Regions from separate parts of the Mus musculus genome. Here region 1 is linked to region 2. The links are chromatin contacts, called in public Hi-C maps. All regions are on one chromosome and are shown on one strand. The core of a region is the stretch at or near the end of the contact, and the rest is flanking DNA. Distances in the headings are between cores, read along the strand shown. Region 1 holds the start of 1700019L22Rik (a long non-coding RNA gene). Region 2 overlaps 1700019L22Rik (a long non-coding RNA gene).

Evidence for each region. A called contact is a pair of places that touch in the nucleus more often than the background predicts.
Region 1: a contact with region 2 is called in a Hi-C map of the N1E-115 cell line, with 5 times the contacts expected there. The contact joins the promoter of 1700019L22Rik here to the enhancer-like site in region 2. A contact is called at or near these places in 5 of 484 Hi-C or Micro-C datasets (the N1E-115 cell line, cerebellar granule neurons, gonadal supporting cells and 1 more) and 10 of 115 datasets of contacts at active chromatin or transcription factors (SST interneurons, astrocytes, craniofacial prominence and 7 more).

The regions. Positions count from the first base shown.
Region 1 is chr8:50,915,944-50,918,940 of GRCm38.p6, forward strand. It overlaps 1700019L22Rik (a long non-coding RNA gene), which reads right to left and starts at 1,490. Exons shown (of 7, transcript XR_003947392.1): 1 at 1-1,490.
Region 2 is chr8:50,291,755-50,295,021 of GRCm38.p6, forward strand. The region is part of intron 5 of 1700019L22Rik (a long non-coding RNA gene); the gene reads right to left. Among named protein-coding and RNA genes, the nearest start is that of Gm2516, 75 kb to the right of the region's middle. Within about 2 kb of position 1,962, at least 4 of the 459 cell types and tissues checked have an H3K27ac peak or open chromatin away from gene starts, as enhancers often do. A contact at or near this core is called in the N1E-115 cell line, where this site is marked.

The DNA of each region.
Region 1 (2,997 bases), core at 240-2,739, 620 kb after region 2:
GGGGCTCCTTCCCAGGTTGACCGGAGACGCTGCTGCCGCTGCGCCCGGGCACCGGGCCGAGCAGCCTGCGACTCGCCAAGGGCGCCGGGCACTGCCAGTCACTTGGCCCAGAGAAGTTGGGCAGAGCCTCTGTGGCGAGCCTCGGCCACCCGGGAGAGCAACACGTTTAGTTTGAACTTTCCAGCTCCAGTCCCAGCGAATACACACTCACGCACACACACGCGCGCGCCGAGAGCCTGTCACAGGCGAGCGGACTGGCACCGGTGGCTCTCTGGCCGCGTCTTTCTCTCTCCCTCGCTCTTATTGGCGCGGAGGTTATTGTTTTATTTATTTATTTCCTCCTCTTGGCTCCATCCCCCCGCCCCGCATCTCCCGCCCTGCCTTCGCCCCCTCCCTCTCCTCCCCACTAAGTGTCTCTGAGCCCAGCGGTGGCTGTCGCTCCAGCTGCGGCGATGAGGGCTTGCTGGCAGGTCCTCCCCCCTTGTGCAGGCGCGGGGACCCAGGCGCCCTGGGAGGGCGGGGCACCAGGAGGGAGAGGACACCCAGGGGGCTCTGCTTGCTGTGGAGGAGGCGCCCAGTGTCAGTGGAGGTGAGGGGACTTCTCTTCGGATTCCCCGGGACAGTCCTGATGGAGCTCCACTGGCGAAAAGGGAGAAGCTGGTGATCGCTGCGCAGAGACTCTCAGCCCTGGTGGTGGATGCGCCTGAACAGCTACTGCCTCTGTGAGTGCAGATGCACCGGCTCCAGCAAGGAGCAGGAGACCGGGCTCATTCACCAGTGGCTGGGCTGCTATCCTCCTCCAGGGCGTCCCCAGACCCCAGCGGGTTGCTCCTGTTACCCAGCGGGCTTTTAGCCTCAGGCAATAGGAGTGTGGTCATTTTTTGTAAATGGTGGTTCAAGTGTATGTAGTTAGGCTTCTACACTTCCTTGCCTGTCTCTTCTCTTACTCGGGAAAGGTGCCTTCCACTCTCAGGTGCAGCACCCATCCTTGGGATGGCCTAACCCTTCAGCGTCCGGGCTCAGCCTGGGACTCCAACATTCCATTCCAAAGGGTCCCACAAGATTTGATCCGGAGTGCAATATCTTTGGGGCTATCTTTGGCCTCCAAACTGAGCTCTTAAATGGCAATTGACCGCAGGTGCCATGGTCTTTCAGTCACAGCCTAACCTTTTCCAAACCTGCAGAAGAGATGACCTTAAAGCCAGCTGCCCTCCCCCATTCCTCCACAATCTGATAGCTGTTCTCCACCAAGAAACCCATTTGGGCTCAAGGAAATCCTGCCGTTCGCCAGGAATACTCCACTGCCCAGCGGCTTTTCCACCGTAAATCTCTGCCAGGGATCCCCAAAAGAGGAGGGAGGAGGAATCAAAATGAAATAAATCTAGACCGCATCATGATAAATAAGCAGCGGATAAACTATGCACCATCCCAAAGGATGCGATGCAAATTCTGCCTCCTGGCTTTGGAAGCAGGATTCCTTTCCTCAGCGTTTTGCCCTCGGAAGCGCCAACAATGTTTTATGAATTCTCTTTTTGTAAAAGCACTCGTTTAATACTGGAGTGCTTACAAGGATCTTTTATTATATGTATATATTGTCCCGGTGTGTTCATTTGTTTTATATTATACCCAATTATTTCTCCCAACTTTATGAAATTTTCTGGTTTGATATTTACTCATTGTCGTTTTCAATATTTACCAAGAAATTCCCTATTAATATACAAATACCCCTTAAGGAATTGGTATATTTTTCCACTTTACATTCTCATTGACATCCCAAGTAAGCCCCCCAGAGGTCAGTTGAGGAACAGGTGAGGACTGACATGGGGGACAGAAAATAGTGCGTCTTCTTTCTGCAGATTACAATTGCTCACTTTCAAAATGTGCAGTTATCATTTGCAAAGAATAGTGACAACGTCTGAACTTCCAGGCCTTAGGAAACACCAGATAACAGGGCGAAGGGGCCACAGATATTTAAGTCCTTTCTAGTACATGGTTGGGCACAGATATCAGCAAAGAAAAGCCACGCAGTACATCACTGCTCCTGAGTGATGAACACAACACGAATGTTAGTCACTTCGGAGAGCATGTCTTCCCGTGACACAGTGATTTCTTTACGCGAAATTAGCATGGACCATATATTATTTTAAGCCCAAAAGATTGGAAGAGCATACATGTGCTATGCCTTCAACAGACAAACAGATGCTAGTATGTTAGAGGGCTCTCTAACACTAGCAGTTTGAAGTTTACATGCAGATTCATATAAACACATATAGCGCCTCTCTGGAGCTCATCCTAATCCCATATCCATATCTTCTGCACTGCATCTGAATGGTATTTTTTTTCCCTATGTGAGTTTGGTCTTTCATAACATTTGTTTCAGTGTGCTTCTATTTAGCTTTATCCAAAGGGGCAGATGTTTACTGGGACTTAAATTACACACAATGATGCTATAATAAGCTCAAAAACAAATTTGACATTGAAAATGATGTTAATTAGGAAACAAATAAAAAGTAATTGTTTTGTTATCTTGAAAAAGTGATTGAACACTATCCATGGATATTAGCACTGAGTTTGGTGGTACACACCTGTAACCTCAGCACTGAAGAGGGTAGAGGCTCACAAGTTCTGGACTAGCATGGACTACATATAGAAAAGACATTCAAAAGAGCCTCCCAATAGACACTTTCATTGTGTCTATAACTGTATTCACAATCTAATTCAAATGCATTTAAATGTGTGAACTACCATTACAAATACATTAAGGATATATTTTATTCATTAAGGGTTACTGAATTTATTAATTACCACATAGATATTGGAGAATACCTTAATATATTAACAGGGTATTTTAGGAAACTCCAAAATAAACTCTTGGAAAAGAGTATACAGCTGCATAACTTCATCAACTTGCTTAATATTCAATATATATATATATGTTCCCTCTTTTTATTTAATCTTTATTCTTTTTACACTCCAGATTTTATTCCTCTCCCGGTC
Region 2 (3,267 bases), core at 712-3,211:
AGTCACCCAATCAATATAGATAAACAATGAAAGGCTCCAGAAGAAGCCCAAATGTGGCAAGTAAGGAGAAGTCCGTGTCACTCAGTCCCGGGGAATTTAAATGTTGAAAAGTCAATTCTTTGAGCATTCAATTTAAATGACCAAAGTAATGAAATGTGAAGATGAAATGCATGTGTCCCTCTAACCAGAATTCCCCAGGACTTAAATGAACTGTTCTCTAGGGATAAGCCATGCGTGCTGCTGTGTACATTGTACTTTGTAAAGTCAGTAAGACTCAGAAAGGCAGAGCTGGTGTGACTAGAACCAAACTTCATGTCTGTAGAGGGAACCTGGGGTCTGCTAACCAATGAACTTTGTGACAGAGGTCCCCTTCTTTTTCCAAACTGCCCGTGTCTTCTTAAGATGCTCGATAATGCTCAATGCAAAAGCTGACAAACCAATCTTACTGATTAGAGAAATATAAGGAATACTTAGACGAAGCCCATCTAAACCGTTAATAGGTAAGAGGGGTTAAAATATGTCACAATTAAAATAACAGCATGTCAATTTCAGAATATGTCTGAGGTCTTTATTTTCGGCCACCAGGGGGCAGTGTCAGCAAGGAGGAAGCCAAAGAAAATCAAACAAGTTCTTTTCTATGGAGACCATAGGAGGCTGCTTTTTTCTCCCTCATCGCCACTCCCTGCCTAAGAAAATAAATTAAGGAAAAGAAAACAACAACAACAACAAAAAAACTAGAAGAGGCGAGAAATAAAATCACCCAAAGTGTAAAATCTGGTAAACGGAGACTGAAGAAACAAAGAAAAAACTGAGTTTTCCCAGGGTGAATGCTTGCTTTGCTGGGTTGACCCATGTGTTTTCCTGGGATGCTGAGAGTCTAGCCAGTGCCGAGGAATGCCATTCTAGATTTCTCTCACTGTCTTTCTGTTAAGTTTTGCTTATCTGTGAATTAGAAGAGAGCACAAAGAAGGACCTGTCTGTGATCAGGTATGTGAGGAACTAGGGCAGGCAGCAGATTTTCCAATACTCCATCCTACTGGGACACACAGAAGGGAGCAAGGAATCTACCCCGGAGTGCTCTTGACCAGCTGCCCAGACAAACGACGCAAGAACAACACACAAATCAAGTTCAGACAGACGCTGCATATCTACTCGGGACTGCTTTCACTGTATGTTAGCACGGGGGAGGCTGATGAGATGCAGTCAATAGTTATATTGAATACTTTTTAAATTCTCGGTTACTGATTTTATTTGCTGTGTGTCTAAAAAATGATAAATAAATAGGGTCTGAAACAAGGAAATATGACAAAAATATATGAAAGGGGGATGCCACGATGTTCTTGTGGAATCCAAGACGATACCCTATCCTTAAGCTGGTTTTAGATGAAACTCTATGAAAATCTCCATTATTTTCAGAACCACGCTAAAAATGTAAGCGTAGGCAATATGTTCTTACAAGCACCATTAGATCTGGGAAGTCTCAATGCAGACAATATTCTGAAAAACTCCATTAGATAATTCACATAGAGCTGTCCTTGAGGAAGCTCAAATGTTTGAATTATATGTGACCATTTAAAATCATGTTTTCCTCTTGAAAATTCCAGAGACAGAGTGAAGATTATTATGAACTAAGAATGAATTTTAAAGCAATAACATCCCAAGCTTTGCTTTTTTTCCCCCATGTTCTCGTCAAATATTTGCATACTGGTCATTCTAAATAAAAATAATTAGTTGAAGAACTACAAGGTACTTGGAGTATTTTGTTGAAAATTTATTCAAGCATGTTCTTTGAAAATGAAAGCAAACAGAAATGGGTGCTTCATAAAACCCGACGTGCAGAGTATGACATTCAAGTACAAATAGGCTTGTCCTTTGAATAAAGAACACATGAATACGAGGAAACCTAGAGTACTTAGAATCCTAACACAGCCACCACTAGTCTTCAAAGGCGCATGAATAATCATAAGTATGTAACTCCACTGCCACCTAGTGGTGCAAAAAATTAGCTTTCCAGTAAAGATGAATGCTTTGTATACAAGTCAGTGGCAAACAGAGAGTTCTACAGCAGATGGCTGAAGAGGCTCAATAGGAACAATAATCTCTCTTCTCCTATAGATCCTTCCACCAAAACTTCATGATTCCATTGATAAAAATACTAGGCTGTCTGCAGACACGCTCTGCTGGTTTAGCACCCCAGGCAAAACGGACGTAAACGAGCTCCATTTGTATGAGTACAAAATATTACAGTTTCCTACTGCCTTGAAGACATGTCTTTTAAAATGAAGTCTGCTTAAGATTTAAATCTCTATCTCACGTCTCTATTGGAAAACAAAAACAAAGACCACTATCTCTTGGAGGATCTATCAAGAGCATCTTTCTTACCCTGAACTGGCAGCACTCTAGGAACGAAATTGTCCAACTAGTGATCAATCCAGGATGCAAACTGTTGGAACGAGCTCCTCTCTAATATTGACATCTCGATTACTGGCCGTGATGATGCCAGATTATGTCTGCAGATTAAGGTCATCTTAAAGGTCTCGGGAAGAAGAAAATGTCTTAGGGGGCACAGGATTCTTCTTTTTGAGAGGGTTAAAAGAACCATTGCTATTTACTCGGGGTAGGTTTGCTTTTCAGGGTGTTGTTATTACAGCAGGCACTAAACCACAGGTGGAGAGAGGCTCAAACAAAATTTCAAGGGAAATAAGCACAAGAGAAAAATAAATAGCAGACACAGAGTTCCCAGCGTCTGCTGTGAACTTAAGAACCAATTCTGATGGTCCATCTTTGAGTGTGTTTTAAGCAGTCACAGAAGTCATTTTCTTCCTGCCAAATGCAGAATTATACACTATGACAGCATTCACCAGAATGGCAGATAATATATCTTGAATACTCGAGTTCAAGAGAGTGCTTTAGAAACACACCAATATTTAAAGGCCAAAGAAATCTCTAATTAACACGTAACATCTCCTGGTTGTGATGCTGACGATACTAAGCATCGTTTCATCCCTTATATTTTGTCAGGAGTCAGACATGCTGTACAAGTGTGAAGTGTAATGGCTAACTTTATTAAGGATGTTCCCAGGCCAGAGGTGGAAGGGAAGAACATCAGGCAGGGGACATCTACTGTCCGGCTCCCCTCCTCCCCACAGCTCAGGGTTCACTTCATCCTACACCATTGCAGGAAGCCAAGTGCATCTGTCAGTTTTCCAGGAGATAGTTGATCATCTCAACAGTCTCAAATTAAAATTCACACGACCGACTAGAGTA